Regions from separate parts of the Mus musculus genome. Here regions 1, 2, 3, 5, 6 and 7 are each linked to region 4. The links are chromatin contacts, called in public ChIA-PET, HiChIP or PLAC-seq, capture Hi-C and promoter capture Hi-C maps. All regions are on one chromosome and are shown on one strand. The core of a region is the stretch at or near the end of the contact, and the rest is flanking DNA. Distances in the headings are between cores, read along the strand shown.

What was found. Promoter capture Hi-C pulls out the DNA fragments that hold promoters and counts their contacts. ChIA-PET counts read pairs in DNA pulled down with a chosen protein or histone mark. HiChIP or PLAC-seq counts read pairs in DNA pulled down with a chosen protein or histone mark. Capture Hi-C pulls out chosen DNA fragments and counts their contacts.
Region 1: a promoter capture Hi-C map of pancreatic islet shows a contact between it and region 4. The contact joins the promoter of Nfatc2ip here to the promoter of Maz in region 4. A contact is called at or near these places in 1 of 39 promoter capture datasets (pre-B cells), 1 of 484 Hi-C or Micro-C datasets (B cells) and 1 of 9 other capture datasets (pancreatic islet).
Region 2: an RNA polymerase II ChIA-PET map of memory CD8 T cells shows a contact between it and region 4, with 7 read pairs. The contact joins the promoter of Atp2a1 here to the promoter of Maz in region 4. A contact is called at or near these places in 1 of 39 promoter capture datasets (cranial neural crest), 2 of 484 Hi-C or Micro-C datasets (CD8 T cells and the N1E-115 cell line), 4 of 115 datasets of contacts at active chromatin or transcription factors (kidney, large pre-B cells, memory CD8 T cells and 1 more) and 2 of 9 other capture datasets (adipose tissue and liver).
Region 3: a contact with region 4 is called in a capture Hi-C map of macrophages, with 5 times the contacts expected there. The contact joins the promoter of Orai3 here to the promoter of Maz in region 4. A contact is called at or near these places in 6 of 39 promoter capture datasets (cranial neural crest, embryonic stem cells, erythroid cells and 3 more), 2 of 484 Hi-C or Micro-C datasets (both in embryonic stem cells), 2 of 115 datasets of contacts at active chromatin or transcription factors (memory CD8 T cells and pancreatic cancer cells) and 3 of 9 other capture datasets (adipose tissue, liver and macrophages).
Region 5: a contact with region 4 is called in a promoter capture Hi-C map of liver, with 2.1 times the contacts expected there. The contact joins the promoter of Phkg2 here to the promoter of Maz in region 4. A contact is called at or near these places in 4 of 39 promoter capture datasets (embryonic stem cells, erythroid cells, liver and 1 more), 4 of 115 datasets of contacts at active chromatin or transcription factors (effector CD8 T cells, extraembryonic endoderm stem cells, memory CD8 T cells and 1 more) and 2 of 9 other capture datasets (adipose tissue and liver).
Region 6: a FOXA1 HiChIP or PLAC-seq map of pancreatic cancer cells shows a contact between it and region 4. The contact joins the promoter of Hsd3b7 here to the promoter of Maz in region 4. A contact is called at or near these places in 1 of 39 promoter capture datasets (liver) and 2 of 115 datasets of contacts at active chromatin or transcription factors (bone marrow-derived macrophages and pancreatic cancer cells).
Region 7: a contact with region 4 is called in a FOXA1 HiChIP or PLAC-seq map of pancreatic cancer cells. The contact joins the promoter of Spns1 here to the promoter of Maz in region 4. A contact is called at or near these places in 2 of 39 promoter capture datasets (embryonic stem cells and pre-B cells) and 2 of 115 datasets of contacts at active chromatin or transcription factors (embryonic stem cells and pancreatic cancer cells).

The regions. Positions count from the first base shown.
Region 1 is chr7:126,395,342-126,398,050 of GRCm38.p6, forward strand. Nfatc2ip (nuclear factor of activated T cells, cytoplasmic, calcineurin dependent 2 interacting protein) reads right to left here and starts at 1,396. Exons shown (of 8, transcript NM_010900.3): 1 at 1,015-1,396; 2 at 601-673. The coding sequence starts at 1,374.
Region 2 is chr7:126,461,693-126,464,392 of GRCm38.p6, forward strand. It overlaps Atp2a1 (ATPase, Ca++ transporting, cardiac muscle, fast twitch 1), which reads right to left and starts at 1,381. Exons shown (of 23, transcript NM_007504.2): 1 at 1,113-1,381; 2 at 808-825; 3 at 413-495. The coding sequence starts at 1,230.
Region 3 is chr7:127,768,535-127,771,241 of GRCm38.p6, forward strand. Orai3 (ORAI calcium release-activated calcium modulator 3) reads left to right here and starts at 1,281. Exons shown (of 2, transcript NM_198424.3): 1 at 1,281-1,682. The coding sequence starts at 1,455. Fbxl19 (F-box and leucine-rich repeat protein 19) reads left to right here. Exons shown (of 11, transcript NM_172748.2): 11 at 1-394.
Region 4 is chr7:127,025,052-127,027,751 of GRCm38.p6, forward strand. It overlaps Maz (MYC-associated zinc finger protein (purine-binding transcription factor)), which reads right to left and starts at 1,428. Exons shown (of 5, transcript NM_010772.1): 1 at 1,177-1,428; 2 at 253-1,103. The coding sequence starts at 1,368. Kif22 (kinesin family member 22) reads right to left here. Exons shown (of 14, transcript NM_145588.1): 14 at 2,680-2,700.
Region 5 is chr7:127,572,078-127,574,777 of GRCm38.p6, forward strand. It overlaps Phkg2 (phosphorylase kinase, gamma 2 (testis)), which reads left to right and starts at 1,271. Exons shown (of 10, transcript NM_026888.3): 1 at 1,271-1,379; 2 at 1,777-1,889. The coding sequence starts at 1,795.
Region 6 is chr7:127,799,206-127,801,905 of GRCm38.p6, forward strand. Hsd3b7 (hydroxy-delta-5-steroid dehydrogenase, 3 beta- and steroid delta-isomerase 7) reads left to right here and starts at 1,404. Exons shown (of 7, transcript NM_133943.2): 1 at 1,404-1,509; 2 at 1,870-2,041; 3 at 2,256-2,411; 4 at 2,629-2,700. The coding sequence starts at 1,876. Setd1a (SET domain containing 1A) reads left to right here. Exons shown (of 19, transcript NM_178029.3): 18 at 1-23; 19 at 101-917. The coding sequence ends at 274.
Region 7 is chr7:126,376,678-126,379,377 of GRCm38.p6, forward strand. Spns1 (spinster homolog 1) reads right to left here and starts at 1,257. Exons shown (of 12, transcript NM_023712.3): 1 at 160-1,257; 2 at 1-62. The coding sequence starts at 400.

The sequences.
Region 1 (2,709 bases), core at 146-2,645, 630 kb before region 4:
GCCTTATTAAAGGGTTTGCAAAAACTTATCAGTAGAGAATAAAGAATGGGCAGTTCTGATAAAGTCAAAGAAACACTCTTCTGGCTCCAAAGTGTTCCCAAGGAATGGAACACTGTAGGAGTGTAACAAGATGTCACAGAGTCTCAGAACTCCCTTCACCCCTATTATGATAACACAGATCAAAATGTCAAGGGTAGGTACCTCAAACTTCACTCTAACATATCCATATGCCCGTTAGGACCCGAAGAGGGGAAGGGGTGGACATGGCTATTAAGTAGGTTCCTGTGACTTCTGATTAATGAACCAGCATCTTTATGGACCATAACTTTCCCCTATCTCAGACTCAGGAGTCCATTTTCCCAATACCACTTAGAATCAAAATTGTGTGTCAACTGGATAACACTTGAGCATCATTCTCCAGACCCTAGATACCACTGAAGCACAGAGAAAAGGGGTGGGGGTGGGGGCAGGGGGACGGAGGGTGCTGGAGCGAGGGGGGGGCGCGGGGGGGGGGGGGAGATATCACTGACTACAGGGATGTAAACTCTAGGAAGTCTCAGAGAAGCCAGTGCAGGGTACTCCCGACAAACCCACTCTTACCATCTTCAGGCTCTGAAGGGCACAGTTTCAAGAGGGATGAATTATCTGGAATGAGGTTGAGGCTGCTCTGTACCTACGAAGACAAAAGGGGGAAGAGGAGGTGGGTCTCACATCCTGCCAACCCTACTTAAGACAAGAATGGCTCTTCCCTCGATTCCAGCACTTGTCTTCTCTAAGGACTCCAATCCCTGAAGCGCATCTAGAAGGCCAGCTTCCCTCGATCGTCCCTCGATCTCTCTCAGCCTCCCTCTACCCGAAGATACAATCCCAGATAACTCCATACATCTAACATTACCGACCCCCTCGTATCTCCAATCTAAAAGTATTCATCACACACACACACTGCCCCAAGCCAAACCCGCCACGCCAGTCTTAGCACTCCCCCAACAACCCTCCTTGGGGACCTTGCTGCACCTTCCCGGAGTACACTGGGACCACCGGCGCCTCTCCGGGATCCAGCAGCCGCCGCCGCCGCCGTCGCACCAATGTACGCGGGGCTCCCGCAGGCCCCTCGGCCGCCCCTTCACTGTCACTGTCGCTGTCCTGCTCAGGTTTAGCCGGCGCGGGGAGGCGGGCGACCGGCACCTCTACTGGGTCTGCGACTTCCAAGACCTCTTCGTCGCTGTCACTGACCAAGTCCACAAGCACGGTGTCTGGAATGAGCCTAGCCGGAGACTGCCGGGCGCGAGGACACCGGCCACGGGCGCCTCGGGCTCTCCGAGCGCCTCGGCCACCGCGGGACCTCGGACCACGTCCCCTCAGTGGTTCCGCCATCTCCCACACTGCTTCCACAAACACCGGCCTCTACACAGTCACCGGCCCACCGTATTAGCGTCTGTCCCTTTCATTGGACGAACAGCCTGCCGGTCATCATCTCTTCCCGCCCACACGCTCTGGATCCGCCTATCCACGTTCTCATTGGTCTACTTACCTGTCTATCACCTACCCTCCACTAAAACAAAGGCGCCAAAGATTCCAATCTCTTTGGTACAATCAAAAAAGGTTTCGATTCTGTACAGTTCATCCATTGGCTAAATTTCCTCCTGACCCAGCCTTCCCCAGGGCCCGCCCATTAGAGAAATCCATTTTCCTGGTTGGTGAAAGACTGGCGCATCCTGGGAATTGTAGTCCTCATTCTCGGAAGCCACAGAAAAAGCCTTGTGGAACTAAGGTTAGAAGCTGAAGATCTTGGGCTGTGGATTCCTTTTGTGTCCTCAACCTCTGTGTGGCAGGAGTTCCATTCCACACTAAACACCTTCATGCATGTCACCTCTGAAATACTCTACAAACACAATATCAAAACAATATATGTCATAGCACAGCACAACTCAGAAACACTTTTTAAGACAATTACAAATTAAAATAAGAGACTTACTTCCCTGTTGCAAAGAAAAGAGGCTTCCTTCTGGCTCCTCTTTCCTGATCATTGAAATATGAATGCTTCTCGGTTTACAGCGGGGTTACTCTTGATAAAGGCCTTGCTGCCGCTTATCTGCACAATGTACTACAGAGCACCAGGGTTCATGCTCGTGATTGTAGACTGACTGGGAGCTAGCTGCGCTTTCCAGCAACATGCTATGCACACTTAGCTCGTTTGGGAAACAATACAACTTCAAAACTCAGAAAGGTCTGAATTCTGAGAGGTCTTTGATGGTTTAATGTTTGTCTGCTGGTCAATACCCTGCTGGCATTCACTCATGCATGTGGAAATTAACTGAAAAAAATGTAAGTACTGTCAGTACCATGGTTGTGCATATGCTAATCCTTCTAATGTCTTAATAAACCCCTTGCCTTTTCACAACTCAGCAATTCAAGGTAGAGTCTTCTCTTTGAAATGCAGACATCACTGGGCAGTGGTGGCACAAGACTTTAATCAAGCACTTGGGAGGCAGAGGCAGGCAAATCTCTGTGAGTTCAAGGCCAGTTTGGTCTACAGAGTGAGTTCCAGGACAGCCAGCACTGCACAGAAAAAGCCGGTCTCAACCGACCCCCCCCCCTAAAAAAATCAAACTGGGGAAACCAGATCCAAGAACTTATCAGGTAGGCCAGACCAAGAGTATGACTTCCTCATAAGGAGCCCATAAAGTGATGGATGCCTGCCACTGAGAT
Region 2 (2,700 bases), core at 131-2,630, 560 kb before region 4:
TCGCCCTTGTACCAAATCTTTCTCTTAGTCAATCAGTACCACAGGTTGGAGAGGGCAGGGCAGGATCGGTGACGCAGAGTAGGGGACCAACCAGGACAGGCTGGGAGTGACAGTGGCCCCATAGTAGACATTGTAACCCTCACTGAAGCAGGGAGCCTATGCTTGGGGGGGGGGGGGTAACCTGAGCTCTTGAAGCCCTTGAAGCTGGGAGGGTGGCTTAGCTTCAGTGTTTTGGCTGAGAACACTCTCAGGGCTTAAAATAAAACCTCTCTGCAGGGGAGGAAGCACCCCAGCACCCCACCCCCAGCTCCTGCCTGGAAAACAGGGTGGTCAGGGCTTGGACGAGGGCATCCAGGATGGTAAGAGCCACAGGCTGATCCCAAGGCCCACATCATACTCAGACAGCACTTACAAAGGAAATGCAGGCAGCCAGGAGAAGAATCCGCACAAGCAGGTCTTCGAACTGCTCTACCACCAACTCCCACAGAGACTTGCCTGGGGGGTGGGGGGACAAGAAGAGGAGTCCCAGGGTTAAGGGATGAGTGTCCGTGGATGGGGATGGGCCAGGGTCCAGAGTCTAGAGTGCCCTGGTCCTCTAGGTTGATAGGCAGCCCAGCTTGGCATGAGAGAAAGAGATGAAACAGCCCAAAAGGCTCTTCAAATCTGTGGCAGCTGTTCCAGGTGGGGAGGACTCAGGGAAGGTGTCTGGAGTCTTGACGCTTAAGCTTTGAGGAAAGGCTATGGGTCTCAGTAAGGAGAAGGCGGGGAGTCGGGGATGAGGGGCATAGGAGGGTCAGGGTAACTTACCTTCCTCAGCAGGGAGCTCTACCCAGGGAAAAAGAAGAAAAGAACAAATTCAGTGGGGGCCCATGCCCCATGCCCCCACACCCCAAACTCTGTGGCTAACATAAGAGAATCAGGGTATCAGAAGGGTGTCCCATGAGGCTCAAGGTCACCCTATGAAACCTCCCCAAACTCCAGATTTTAAAACTTTTCTTTAGTATCCTCCTTCTTCTCCAGTCCTGCTCCACCTTATACACTTTGGAAGAAGCAGCTCCCCTGACAGGGGTAGGAGGGCAGCCATACCAGCTTCTCCTCGGAGGGATACTTACCATTGGGGCCGTATTTTTCCAGATGTCGCTTAACTTGGTCTGGGGTAAGGCCTGTGGTCTCGCTCACCCCGAAATAGGACAAACATTCCTCTGTGGACTTGGAGTGCGCGGCCTCCATTGTGCTCCCTTCCTGGGGGCCAGGGGGTGATGTGTTTCTTCTTAGGGGCCTCTCACTTGTGGGGGGACTTCTTCAGCTTATCCACCTGCCTGTTGATCTGGGCTCCTTCCTTTTTCTTGCTTGCCCCCCCCAGATTCTTCTCCTTTCCACGAAGTTCTGACCCCAGTCCTACTTGCGCAGCCGGCCACCCCCCCAGCCCCCAGCTGGTCCTTATGAGGGAGTGGGGGGGGCAGGCTCCCCCTTCCTCCAGGTCAGGGATTGGCTGGCTGAGACCCCAGCAGGAGGGGTCAGGAGAGAGAGAGGTTTCTGCTGACAGAGAGGAACAGTGGGGCTGCAGCCTGAGGTGTCACTCACAAGGGACGCAAAGGTGGCCCCAGCCTCAGAGAGGAGGGGGGAGTAAAGTCACTTTCTATCATCCGCTACTGACCCCACCCCCAGTTGCCTCAACTTCTCCAGTTACACTAAATTCTCAGTTCCAAGCCCACCCCTGAGCAGATCTTTCCATAAGCCCTCTTGGCCCTTAGGCCTTATCACTCCTTAGCCTGGTCTTGACATCATGAACCCCTTTCCACTGTCACAGTCTCCTCCCCTGCCTAATGTGTTTGGTTAGCAGAGGAAGTTCTCCAAGCCTTTTGGGGGATCAAAGGAAAGGGGAGCGCATCTTTGGGGACAGAGGAAGTAGCTCTAGAGAGATACAGGGAACCAGGGAAGGGAGATAGTCAAGGGGACAGTGCAGATGGTAACCTTACCCTAGGGAGGGGTTGCTGCAGCCATCAACAAGGGATTTAGTGTCCAGGCCCTGGTAAGCAAAGCCAGGACTGTCTGTCTCTCCTAAACTCCCCCCACCACTACCGCTTTAGCTCAGCCTCTGGGAACACAGCCTTTAGCTCCCCTGTGAAACTGGCAGGGAATCCCCCCCACCCCACCCCGAAGAAAATGGGACACCCAGGCAGCCAGGTAACCCAAGAGGCTACGGAATGTGCTGATGGAAGAGGGGGAGGGATGGGTGTTTCAGGGTGGGGCAGGGGGAGTAAGGATCTCCCCACCCTACACTAGCCTTCAACCCTAGGGCTTCATGGTGACCCCCCCAGAAGTGTGGGGTTCTCTGAAACTCTCACCCTGATGCAACAGCTCACAGAGGGAATGGGGATCAGGGCTGGCAGGAGTGCTCTGGAGCTGGGCCAGCCCCAAGCCAGTGACTGAGAGCAGGACCCCTGAGGCTGGATGAAGCAGAGGCTCTGGAAGGGAGGGGAGAAGGTATGGAGAAAAGGGGACAGAACAGAGTTGGGAGCAAAGAGCACAGACTTCCTAAGCCCAAAGAGAAGAGGGAAAAGAAACAGCAGGGTTCGGGCAGTGGCAGTCCTGTGGGCGGGGCCCCAGAGGCTGGGTGCAAAGCCACAAGTTGTTGCTGAAGGGCTGGCCTGGCCTGGGTGTCAGCTTCCTCCAAAGAGCAGCTGCTCTGAGCCACCC
Region 3 (2,707 bases), core at 31-2,530, 740 kb after region 4:
TCTCTCCCCTTCCCTCTACCCAGATTTCAGTTTTCCCCGACCTTGACTCCTTGAACGTCACTGAAAATGGCAGCTATTGCAAGGAGTAGGGGCCGCGGGTCTACCTGCTGTTAAGCTCGGTGGCCCAGGGGAGTGGTGAGGGGTAGCCCAGACCCCTGCCTGGCTCTCTACACAATACTTGAACATTCATCTGTACTGAAGTGTTACTTGAACCGGGGGAATCTCGGACTTGGGGGAGTGTGATGTGAGGGGACCAGCTTGACCGAGACTGGGCTATGGGTACCCAGTTTGGACTGTCCCACCCCTAGCTCTCTTGCATTACTGTCTTGAACAGCTCCACCCTTCACTTGAGTTGGGGTGGGGAAATGTCAGCTTAAAGATGGGCAAGATGGGACTCCTCCAGTTTGGCTCTTCCCATTCTTTCATCGTCATGGAAACTCGTGTCCCATTTGCCCAGGGAACTGCCACTCCTGGTTGCCATGGAAATAGCAGCCAATGGACACCTCCGGAAATCAGTGCTAAGACTGGAAACGGTCCCTCTTAGTTGCTGTGGGAACTTAGTAACAGACTCTTGGCACCTCCCCTCTTCCCACCCCTTTCCTTCTTCCAGTGTGGGGGTGGGGTCTCAAGAGCCTGAGGGAGGAGTCAGGTCTAGGTCCCACTCAACTTAGGCCAGGGGGAACTGGATTGTACTACATGGGGGTGGGGGGAGGGGAATCTATCCACATACCTCAGGTAACAGGAAGGTGCGCGGGTTGGGGGCGGGGGCTGGGCGGACCAAAGGCAGGAGGGGGGGCCTGGGGTTGGAGAAAGGCTTGACGGTGGGGCCGCTTGCGGGAGGGGAGGAGGCACCCCGGCGAGGGACAAGTGGGGCACCCAGCCGGGCTGGACCCCTAACCCCACAAGTCTGTACAATAAGGTTTGCTATAAAACTCAGAATCTAGCCGGGGCCGCTGACTTTTTGTGTCTGTCTGCGGTGTCGAGTCTGAGTGGTGGGTAGGGATGGTGGAAGGGGCTCCTTTGGTCTCTGGGAGGAAAATGGGCTTAATTTTCCTGAGATGACTGCTCAAAGAGGAGTGTGGAAGTCTGGACACCTGTGAATGTCCAGGTACATACACTGGGTGGTCTGAGGCCAGCAAAGTCCCAGCAAAAGCTGAGGCTGAGCATTCACGTCGTGGCCTGGGTTAGAGGGTCCCTTGAGATCTCTGCCCGTGGGCAGACTGCAGGGGTTCGTCTCACGGCTCCACCCAATCATGTGGTCACCGGGCTCCGCCCCTGCCCCAGTTCCTGTTTCGGCCCCTGGGCCTTCTAGACGCGTCCGTAACTGTTCCCGCTGGGTCTGCCTTGCCACCCAGGATGGGGTCCCACCCGCGCTTGGGCCGTCCCTTCTTGGGGATACAAGGCGCCTCGGCCCCTCCTTGACCATCTGCGCTTGTGGTGTAACTGCTCTCAGGATGAAGGGCGGCGAGGGGGACACGGGCGAACAGGCCCCGCTGAACCCGGAGGTGGACAGCCCCGCGGGCTCAGCCACGTACCGGGAGTTCGTGCACCGCGGCTACCTGGACCTTATGGGGGCCAGTCAGCACTCTCTGCGGGCGCTCAGCTGGCGCCGCCTCTACCTCAGCCGGGCTAAGCTCAAAGCCTCCAGCCGCACATCTGCTCTGCTGTCGGGCTTCGCCATGGTGAGGGGTGGGAGGGGGTACACGGGGTGGGTAAAGCACGTGGTGGGAGAAGTCAAGAAAATGGGTCCCCAGTACTGGACTGAATAAAAGGGTTTCTTTAGGATAAAAGAAGGAGCTAAGTCCCAAGGGACTGGAAAAACCCTTTATGTCGGGCACAGCTCTAGGAATATAAACAGACTGAAGATCGGTCCCAGAAATGCCGTGGAAGAAGGGAGTAAAGAGGTCAGCAGATGCAGACTGGTGGGGGGAAAGTCTGAAGTGGCTTAGTTACCAAGTCCTCGAGAGTTGAAAGGCAGTCAAAGCTGAATGAGAGCCTATATCAACCAGATCGGGGAAGGGGGATAGTGTATGTGAGAGTCATTTGACTGAAGGGCCCACCTCTCAGAAGGCACAGAGAATTGCCGGGAAAACTAAGAAACCATGAGGAAGCTGCTGGGGAAGGAAGCTGATCAGGGAGCTAGCAGATAAGTCTGATAAACTGCAGGTGTGGGAGGATAATGTCAGCTAACGGTCCCAGCAGTGGCCCCGGGAAGTGGAACTGAAGATTCCAGAGTGTGGCCTGCAGATGTGTCCTGGTTCCTCCCTACTTAGGGCCAGCTGTGCGGCCCCAAGTCGACATCCACTCCAGTTGCCATCTTTAGGAAGTTGTGACATCATAGAAGGTGCTGTCTCTGTGGTCTGCCAAGCTTTTGTCCAGGAGGATGTGGGATTCTTATGGAGACCCCCTAGAACTAGGTGTGTTAGAACAAGCTCCGCTTAGCAAAGGAGGCTCTTCTAGAACAGTGTGCTATCTAGACTACATGGAAGCTGCTGTTTAGACAAGGATGCTCCGCAGGGTATGGGTGTGGAGTGAAGCTCTGCTAGTTTCAGTTTTCTTCACACTTGGGGGGAGGGCACCCTTCATAATGTACCCTTGTGTAAATAGGCCTTGGAGGGAGCTAAGGTGAGGGCATATAAAAGTAACTTAGGTCAATACCTCCCTTTTTTCTGCAACCTCAATATCAGGACGAAAGAATCTGTAATCT
Region 4 (2,700 bases), core at 178-2,677:
TTTCCCCCTCAGCTTCAGTCCTCAGGCAGGAAAGCCCTCAAACCAAGATTCCTCTTCTGCCCAGAGGCTGCTTTCCTTCAGCCCAGAGACCCACCTCTTCTAAAGTACCACCCCCTGTTCCTAGCAACTTCCCTCCTCCCTGGGAGTGGTTCCTGTCCCCAGGAACGGGAGCCGCCTCCCCACCAGCCAAAGACAGGCCACCTTGTTGCCCTCCCCCCCACCGGCCTAGTGGGCAGCGAGGCCCCTGCACACCGGGAGAAGCTCTTGCCACAGTGGGAGCAGTTGTAGGGCTTGTGCACAGCGCCGTCATGTGAGCGCACGTGGTAACTCATGCGGTCCTTGCGCTTGAAGCGCTGCTGGCACACAGGGCACTGGTAGGGCTTCTCGTCCGAATGCGACAGCTTATGTCGGTTCAGGTGGTAGACGTCGCGGAAGGCCTTGCCGCACATCTCGCAGGCGTGATTCTTCCGGATGCGCTTCCCAGAGGCAGTCGTGGTCACAACGCCACCGGCCGCCACCGCGGCTGTGCCGCCGCCAGCCCCGGCTTCTCCCCCACCCCCGCTGGCCCCGCTCAGCTGGGGGACACTCAAGAGGCTCAGGGGCACCATGGTGGGCATCTTCATAGCACCCGAAGGGACCCGGCCAGCCTTGGCTCCCGTGTGGATGGCTTCGTGCCTTCGGAGGTTGTAGCCGTTCTTGAACTCCTTGGCGCACAGGGCGCAAATGTAGGGCCCCTTGCTCTTTGTCTTCTTCTCCAAGACAGATGCAACTGGGGCCACGGCGACCGTCGAGGTTGGGGCGACGACAGCGGTGGCAGCCGCTGCTGCGATAGTGGCGGCCGCGGCGGGGGGCGCGGCCTCGGCGGCTGGTGCGGAGACGGCAGGGGGTGGCGGAGGAGGCGCCGGAGGCTGCTTCAGGGCCGCTGTGTCCACTGTGGAGGCGGCGGCAGGGGCCGGGGGTGCAGTAACCACTGCAGCGGCAGCCGCCGCAGCAGCCGCCGCCGCCGCGGCTGATTCCTGCGCGGCGGCGAGAACCGGGAGCAAGTCCACTTGGAGGGGCTCGGCCGCCGGGGCCTGGGGCGTGGGTGGGGGCGCCGGCGCGGCCTGCGGAGACAAGGCGCCGTGTGGGCCGCGGTCGCTGGTCGGCGCCTGCCCGCCCGGCCCGGCCCCTACTCACCTGGAATGGACTCTGGGCGCAGCCCTGGGAGGCAAAGAAGCGGGACTGGAGCTCAGCCCCGACCTGCAGGGGGTTCTGGGCGTGACCCTGAGGTGGCGGGAAGGAGTTCATGAGGCCGCCCACCCCCCGGGAGTCCAGGCCCAGCACGGGGAAGGGGGGGGCCAGCAGCGTGCAAGGGAACACGGGGAACATGGCCTCGGCCACAGTGGGGGCCCCCGGAGCTCAGCGGGAGCCGGGGGCACGGGCCGCGCGGGGCCCGGGCTCGGGGCGCCGCCCCCGGCCGGCCGGGTTGGGCCGAGCCGAACGCATGGCCCGAGGGCCGCCCCGCCGCCCGCGCACCCCGGCCGGCGGGAGGGAGGGAAGGAGGGCGTCTTGTGGGGCGCGGAGCGCGGCGGCGGCGGCGACGCCCCCTGGGTGGGGGCGAGAGGCCCCGCGGGGCCGAGGGCCGGGGCCGGGGGCGGGGGGCCCGGGCGGCGGCGGCGGCGGTGGTGGCGGCGGTTGGAGCCTGGCGGGGCGGGGTGGGGGGAGCGAGGGAGCAGCTTCGGCCCCCGCCGCGCGCGCGCGCCCAGCCGGCGCCTCGGGGAGGGCGGGGGAGGGCGCGAGGGAGGGAGGGGGACAGCTGCGCGCGCACCGGGCGCGCGGAGGGGGTGTGGGACAGGAGGGAGGGCGGGCAGGAGGGGGTGTGGGAGGGGGGGCAGGGGCGGGGGGGGCGGGGGTTGTTACCTGGAAGATGAAGCTGCTCCAGTTGCTGGGATCCATGGCGGAGGGAGGAGGGAGGTGGCTCGCGCTCACCCTGGGGCGGGAGGAGGCAGCTGTGGGGGAGGGGGACCCAAGGAGGAGGCGCGCAAGGAGGGAGGGGGGAGGAGGGTGGGGGAGCGGCGCACACTGCGCGCCGGAGGGCGGGCGGGGGGCGCGAGGACACACAAGAGGCTGGAGCGGGCGCGAGCGCGAGTGCGCGCGGGGCCAGCGGGAGGGGGAGGGACAGGAGGGACTCTAGAGGGCGGAGGGACTGGGGAGCCACCCAGCAGCCCCGGTCGCCCCGAGCGCGAGACCCCCAAGACGGTTGCTGATTGGCTGGCGATGGTGCAGGTGGTGGGCGCGCGGGAGACTAGGCGGCTTCTCTTCCCCCACTTGAACGATTCCACCCCCCACTTCCCTCCGCCAGCGGCCGTTATTTCGCGCGCACGCGCACATAACAGGGACGTCGTTGCTGAGCGGGAGAGTGGGGAGCGCGCCGAGGGAGTTACAGCGGGGCGGGGCTAGCTTGGAGCGCGTGCCCGCTTAACGGTCGGTCGCTGTGCTTAAGCTTTCGCGTCAGCTTTTTGATTCTTCTAGGCCACCGTCCCCTCCCCATTCCAGTGGTTTATTTACAATCTTGGCCTAGTTTGGGGGTTTCCCAAAGATGGCGCCTACATGGGTGTCCTGCAGAGCTTGATCCTGACCCCCAGGGTAGTTATGGACTCTGACCCCAGCCCTGTCATCCTCAAAAACCAGGCTCAACCATGGAATAAAAACTGTATTTAC
Region 5 (2,700 bases), core at 21-2,520, 550 kb after region 4:
GTTTGCAACCAAGAGAAATCAGCATTTAGACTTTATACTAGCTTCTGTTTTGGGGGTCCTTTTAGAAATCAATACTGGAAAATATAAAATTATTTTTTAATCTGTTTTTCACCATTGCCCAAATTTTACCTGTAGTTCTTCCTCTAGTTCCAGATTTCATATTCTCATAGGAAGACTCTTCGGTTCCTAATTATATGAATACATTATTTTGACTAATTTCAGAATAATTATCCCCTGTGTACCAACAACAAACCTACTTAGGAAAGTTCAAAACTATTTTTGCAAGTTGTTAAAGTTAAGCTTGATGAGGAAAGGCTCTACAGTGACAGAAAGCAAAAACACTAAATTACTTGGTTTCCTTATAGAAAAAGCTGTTAGAAAATCATGCTGTAATCTAGGCGTCCTGAGCCTTAAATCCCAGCACTCAAACTGACTGATCTTTGGAGTTCCACCCCAGCCTGGGATACACAACGAATCCCTGACTAACAAGGGCTACATAGTGAGACACCGTCTAAAAAAACAAAAATTATCATTTCTCTTTTGCTGGACTGTAACCTTGAGGATTTGCTTTTTTCTTTGCTGTTACTCCAGAACCTTGGTTTTAGGATATGTCTGGCTTTGGAATTACTCTAGGCAGGACCTTAACAACCTTGTGTACTTAATGCAGGAGGGTCTGGGAGCAAGACGGTAGGAGTCTGTGACCCCAGGATGATGGACACTATCCTGAAAGCTCTAGTCAGGACCAAACGGCCAAGCTGCATATGCATTTTGTTTTGTTGTGTTTCTCAAAACAGTTTCTCTGTATAAACAGCCCTGCCGGTCCTGGAACTCACTTTGTAGACCATGCTGGCCTCCATCTCAAGAGATCCATCTGCCTGCCTCGCCTCCTAGTGCTGGGATTAAGCGTGCATGACCACACTTGTCTACACGCAGGTTTCCACAAAAAAAGGAATTTTGGAACAGGCTCTTACTATAATAAATGAGGATTCCAGAAGGAAACTAAAAGGGCCTTGTCCGAGGGCACGGTGAGGTAGTGCGGAGACATCACATTTCCGGTAACCTAACTTCCGTGTCTCTTTACAGACCAGCAGCACCAGGAGAGAAAAGCAAGTGCTACATGTTGATTGGCTGTTTTTCAGGCTCCTCCTCATGGTGGAGACCTTTTGGGGACTTCTAGCGCCAACGGCCTTGTCCGCCCTGGAATCCCGTCTTCCTATTGGACTGCCATTTTCCAATCGGAGGGTTTCTAATCCCTAGTTCTCAAACAGCAGGGGCCATTGGCTGCAATGATGGGGGCGGTGCCTTAGGTCGCTGTGGGAGCCTTACAGGTTAAAGCAAAGGAACAAACATAAACCAAGCAGCTGAGGGTCTTTGCGCAGGTTAGACTGTTCCCTCCTCACCCCCCTCCCCCCACCCTCCCTTCCCCCTCCCCGCTCGCACGGGTCATCCTGCTCGAGACCCCCGCGCCCCTCCCAGTGGACGCCAAGTGCGCTTGCGCGGTAACAGCCGCCCGCACTTGTGCCATTTCCCCCTTCTTCCGAGCCACCTTTCCCCCCTCCCGCCCTTCCCTATCCTCTTCCCTGCCCTGCTTCCCTCCCTCCCCCCTAGGCCCTTCGTTGTGGTCTCCCCGGTCCTGATCCTTCCCCTACCCCACCCCCAACCCCCAGGACCCTGGCGCCCCAGCCGCAGGTGCTGCGCCCCCGGGAGCCACGATGTGCATCCTCTCAGAACCTGTGGGCCTCCTTGCCCTCACTGCCCTCCGTTTCCTCCTCCCAGGCCCCCACATCCCTCAGAATGACGTTGGACGTGGGGCCGGAGGATGAACTCCCTGACTGGGCTGCGGCCAAAGAGTTTTACCAGAAGTACGACCCTAAGGACATCATTGGCAGGTGAGCCTTCACAGCTGAAGCATACACCGGCCCAGTGTAGTCAGCTCCCAGCCAGGAAATAAGGCTTCCTTCTGAAGACTGGATAGTTAGGAAGTGGACAGTGGAAAACAGTTAGTGACTTGGCTAGTATTCCGAGTTAACCCGCATTTTTTCCTCTATTCATCTATATTGTCAACAATTGTTTGTGGTCCAGACAACGGGAAGGTAGAAAATACCCATCACGTGAGCATTTCAAAGGTATCTAGTTCGAGAAGTAGGGGTCTGTAGAAAAGATGCTTGGAGCTGGGCGGTGGTGGTGAATGCTTTTGATCCCAGCAGAGGCAGGTGAATCTCTGTTGAGTTGACACCAGCCTGGTTTACAGAGGAAGTTCAAGGACAGCCAGGACTACACAGAGAAACCCTGTCGGGGAGGGGAGCAGGGATTGCTACTGTGATCGCCACCACAGATGCTTTATGGTTTAGTTTCAGAAGCATAGTGTATTGGTTATGTTGTGTTAAGCACCAAGAACACCGGGTGAGGGAGTGACAGAACAGGAACCCTGAGGAAGTTTCTGTCTTGGAAATGTTTCTATCTTTACATAATGAAAAAAAGATAAAGGTCGAAAGGAGCGTTAGGGGAAAAAATAAGTAGGCAGTAGGATTCAATCAACGGGGTCTCCACAGAGGAGGGGCTTTAGGAGACTTCTAAGAAAATGACAGGAGGGTTGGGGGAGGGGTGTTTGGTTGTTCATGGTGCTGGGGATTAAACTCAGGGCCCCATCCTAAGAGACAGTGCTTTACTACAGAGCCACATTCTCAGCTCCGAGGACTT
Region 6 (2,700 bases), core at 154-2,653, 770 kb after region 4:
GGTTCATCAACCACTGCTGCACGGTGCGCTCAGGGCTGGGCCGGGGCTGGGCTGGGCAGGGGTGAGGTGGGGCTGTGGCTTACACTCCCACCTCCTGCAGCCCAACTGCTATGCGAAGGTGATCACCATTGAGTCTCAGAAAAAGATTGTCATCTACTCGAAGCAGCCCATCGGCGTGGATGAGGAGATCACCTACGACTACAAGTTCCCACTAGAAGACAACAAGATTCCGTGTCTGTGCGGCACTGAAAGTTGCCGTGGCTCCCTCAACTGAGGTGGGGCAGGACCGGTGCCCTCACCCCTATTTATTCCCCCTTGGTGCCCTAAGCTCCCAGCACCCCAGCCTTATTGGGCTCAGCAGGGCCCACTGCCCCCACCTTCACGTGGGATAGGGAGCACTGAGGCCAACAAGGGAGCCTCAGTCCTTTGAGGCATCTGCTGCCTCCCCTATGCCCCATGCCCAAACACCCTCTTAATTTTTTTTTCTTTGCGAAGAAGAAGCTGTAAATGTTTTGTAGCTGCCAGCAGCTGTTTCCTGTGGAAACCTGGGGTACCAGCCTGTATAGATGCTATTCTTGGGGGCTGCATAGCCCTTTGCTTCATGTTAATGGGGACTTCCCCTTCTGCCCTATGTGCACCCCGCCCCAGTTTAGGGGTCTCTGGGGCAGTGGCCATGTTCTCCCCCTGGGGGGGCCTTTGGCCCCTAGTCCTGGGAACTCTGTGCCTGGAACCCTGCCTCATCTGTTCCTGCCAGACCCTGTGGGTCACCCTCCCACCCTGGTGTCTCAGGGCTCTGGCTCAGTGGGCCAGGATGGTGGGGGGCAGGCCCTTCTTGTTGGGCTGGATTGTACATAATGTTAATAGTGAAACCCAACACCACATTTTTATAATTGTGATTAAACTTTATTGTACAAAAATGCTTGGTCAGTATCTTTGGGAAGAGCAGACTGGGATGCAAGTTGCCACAGTGGGTGAAGCAGGAGAGAGGGGGAATGGGTGGCTTTGAGTTTGGGGTGAATCAACCTGCAGACCGCAGTGCTGCTTTGGACCAACCACCTAGATACAACAAACATGCCAGATCTGTCTCACTATGGATGCTAGCCAGAATTATGTCAAGATCAGGTTTACCCTGCTCTCCCTCCCAGAACCATAGCTGGTGCTGGGCCTTCAGCCTACTGGGAGACCCAGCAGGAGGGACAAACATATCAGTGATGGGGGCATCCCTTCCCTACCCTATTATCCTGAAATACACTACCAAATGGGCAGGTTCTGTCCTTTGCCTGCCACTGAAGAGTGGACTGGCCACCAGGGGGCACTCTGGCAAGAAAATTCCCTCCAAACCCCCTTGCCCGCCCCTAGGGGTGGAGGCTAGGCTGGTCTCCTTCCTGGAATGGGTCAGGAGGGAGGAGCGAGCGGAAGGAAGGAAGCCTATGTACATCTAGCTGGTCCACCAGTCCAGGACACAACCTCCTCCAGTGGCCAGTTTGTGCGCCCTGGGACTTACTACAGGTAGGCAGAGCTGATACTGAGGCCCAGCTGGCCTGCCTTTTAGCCTGCGCCCTTCCAACCTCCCTATTCAACTCCTTGCTTTCTCTGCCTGTCCTTTAGTAATCTAGTCTTTTTTTTTTTTTTTTTTTTTCCCCCCACCCGCCTCAATCCCTCCCATTCTGCATCCAATTCTAGTGACTCAGCAGTTAGGGTCAGAGGGCAGGGAGCCTTAGTGCTACAGGCACAGAAAACTGCAACCCACCCCTGCTACTCAGCCTCTCCACCCACACTGCTCCCACCTAATGATCCCTTCTATGAAGAACACATGGTTGGAGCAGGTGCTACCAGGCAATTCTAGTGAGCTAAATTCTCTTCCCACAGCTGGGCATGGCAGACTCTGCACAGGTGCCAACACTGGTATACCTGGTCACAGGTGGCTGCGGCTTCCTGGGGGAACATATTGTTCGGATGCTGCTGGAACGGGAGCCCAGGCTCCGGGAGCTGCGTGTCTTTGACCTGCACCTGAGTTCTTGGCTGGAGGAGCTGAAAGCAGGTGACTGGAGTGGGGCAGTAGCAGGAGGTAGGGAGGCCCCATCCCTTCCCAGACTGGGATACCTCAGCTTATGGAAAAGATGATTCCTGTTTGTTCTCCACCAGACAGAGGGGCCGGGTGAGTCATTGGTTCATGTGGCTTCCAGGGTGTGGACAGGCCAAACTCAGCAGCTGGCTAAGGCCCCAGCTCTGACACTGCCTCGGGTCTCCACCAGGGCCTGTGCAGGTGACTGCCATCCAGGGGGATGTGACTCAGGCCCATGAGGTGGCAGCAGCCATGTCTGGATCACATGTGGTCATCCATACAGCTGGGTTGGTGGATGTGTTTGGGAAGGCCAGTCCAAAGACCATCCACAAAGTCAACGTGCAGGGTGAGCTGCTACCTACCTGTTGGCCCCTAGTGTGTGGCCTGCCTCTGACCAGTGATTTTTATGGGAGGGCCTGTCCTTTTTGATAACCTTGTCCATTTACTGCTGTCGAACCCTGTCCTGACCTGATGCGGTTCTCCTTGGACACTGGGGGGGGGGGGGGGGCAGAAGGAGTGAGAGGCGGGAAGACACAGCTTGCGTCTGTCCCTTTCCTCCATAGGCACACAGAATGTGATTGATGCTTGTGTGCAGACTGGCACTCAGTACCTGGTCTACACGAGCAGCATGGAAG
Region 7 (2,700 bases), core at 7-2,506, 650 kb before region 4:
CTGGATGAGGCCAGTACTACCATCTCCGATGTTAAAGAACTGCTCGATGTCTGTAAGAACCCCTGGAAAGAAAAAACAAAGAATGAGCGCCAAGAGGCGACCCTATCCTGGGGAACTTCTCCCTTGCCTATATCCCTTCTTCGGAGCATCAGTGCGTACCTGCCACGGTGAAGCGGTCCATGTAGTTCAGGAGGTTAATGTAGCACAGAACCACCACTATGAGGGTCGAATGGCCCCGAGATAAGCCAGTGATGCGCTGTAGCCCCTCACAGTCTGGGACCTCGAGTTCCCCGGACTTTGGATTCCCCATGGGTCCTGGCAACCCCGGATGGCCGGGCGCTGGCCCGTCATCAGGATCATCTGCTTGGCTGAGGAAGGGCGCCGTGTCGGACCCGGCCATGGTCCCTGGGGAATCGCAACCGCCCACGCTTCGGTCCTACCTCCGACGGAAGGAGGTTGGAGAGAGGACTGCGAGAAGACTTGCCCACTATCGCCTAGGAGCGTGGTCCGATGCACAGTGCACCACTGCGAAAAGCCCTGGGCTTCGTCATTCCCTCTGGTTCCGACAGAGGAGAGCACACAGGAGGTGCAGGTGACGCTGGGACAGGAGCAGGAAGACCAGGACCCAGTCCCTCTTCTCACGCTGACGCACTCCAAAGCCCGGGAAGGAGCGCGCCACACTCGCTGTTGCTCAGTCCAAGCTCAGCAACACAACTGCCGCCATGTTGCCCAAGAGCAGGTCATGTGACACCGGAGCCCTACCGGAGAAAGTCACCCGGTGCAAGGATTGAACACGTGACCTGCCACCGCCTACGGAAGCCTCCAGGGTTTCTAGGGCTCCTCCGCTATGGTAACCCGACGCTCGTTCCTACTTCCACCAGTAGCCTCCAGGGGGCCTCGCAAGCTGGTGTAATCAATCGCCTAGATGGAATACCCATTTATCCGATTTCACGAGATAGTGGATTATTTGGAAATATTACATCTCTACAGATGCTAGTGAGTTGTTTCCTCTTTTCTTCTTCAGTGACTGGCTGATGGCTTCATTGCTCAGTAATTGTTGGATGAATAGCGGCGAGCAGCTGCCTCCTTTTGTTTACCAATCATGAGCTTTCACTGTGGACATTTAGATTCCTATAGAGTCGGGCGTAGTAGCGCATACCTTTAGTCCCAGGAGAAGGCAGAAGGACGGAGATCTTTGCAATTTCAAGGACAGCCTGGTTTACATAGCGAGTTCCAGGTCAGCCAGGGCTACATACTGAGTGAGACCCTGCCTCCAAGAAAAGATGCTAGAGTTTAGGAGGAAGAGGATGTTTTGTCTATGGCCTCGAGTTTTTCTCCAACCAAGACTAGTGTCCTCGCGCCCTCTGGTGTCTCTCCTGGAGGACAGGCGGAGGCTCAGAACCAATGAACTGCAATGTACCCTGCACCAAAAAATGGCATATGGCTCTAATCCCAGCACTAAAGAGACAGAGGCAGCCGATCTCTGTGGTCGAGGCTAGCCTGGTTTACTGAGCAAGTTCCCGGGTGACCAGGGCTACACGGAGGAACCTTATCATAAACCAACAACAACAAACTCAATCTGGCTGGTGGCACATGCCTTTAATACCTTTAGTCTTGAAAACAAAACATACAAAAAAAAAATCCCACTAGGTGTGGCAGTGAATTAAACAAACCTTTTATCTCAGCACCCACGGAGCAGAGGCTTTTTTTTTTTTGGCTTGTTTTTTCATTTTTCTTTCTTTTATTTCCAAGGTTTCTCTGTATGTCTGACTGTCCTGGAATTCCCTTTTTTGACCAGTGTGGCCACCAATTCACAGGCATCCACCTGCCTTTGCCTTCAGAAGGCTGGGATTAAAGGTGTTCCATGGCGAACCGTCTCAGGTTGCTAGTTTTCCTTAATATACATACATTCTGAATGCAAAATACTATGATTCTATGAAAATACTGTTTTGTGATCCCACTTCCAGAACTGGGATGTAGTTCAGTTGATAGTAAATACTGCCAAGCATTCCTGAAACCCTGGGCTCAAGTCCCCAGTACCTCATTCACCCAGCCCGTTGCAAAAGGTAGAAGGAGGAGAATTGGAAGTTCAAAGTGGTCCTTGATACATAGCAATAGTTAACTTTAATGTGGCTTTGGGTACATAAGACCCAGTCTCGACAAAACAAAAAACAAAACAAAACAAAACAAAAAATTAAAGATTCCTCTTGGGGCTGGAGATGGCTCAGTGGTTAAGAACACTGACTGTTCTTTCAGAGGTCCTGAGTTCAAATCCCACATAGTGGCTCACAACCATTGGATCCAATGCCCTACTCTAGTGTATCTGAAGAGAGCGACAGTGTATCCATATACAGAAAATAAATCTTTTTTTTTTAATATCCCTCTCAGCACAGCAGAGGAAGAGGCAGATAAAAGTTTGAGGATTTGAAGACTGGACTGTATTGAGTCTTAAGTCAGCCTGGACTAGATAATGATGAGATACAGAGACAGAGAAAGAAAGAGAGAGAGAAAGAGAAAGTTAGAGAGAGAGAGAGATTGAGAGTTCGAAAATAGGTAAGGGCCAGCAAGGTGGCTCAGAGGATAAAATACTTGGTACCAATACTGACAATCTGAGTTCTGTCCCTATCCAAATGGCAGAAGAGGATTGCCTGCCACAAGCTGTCCTCTACCTCACACATGTGCCATGACATGCACACAAAA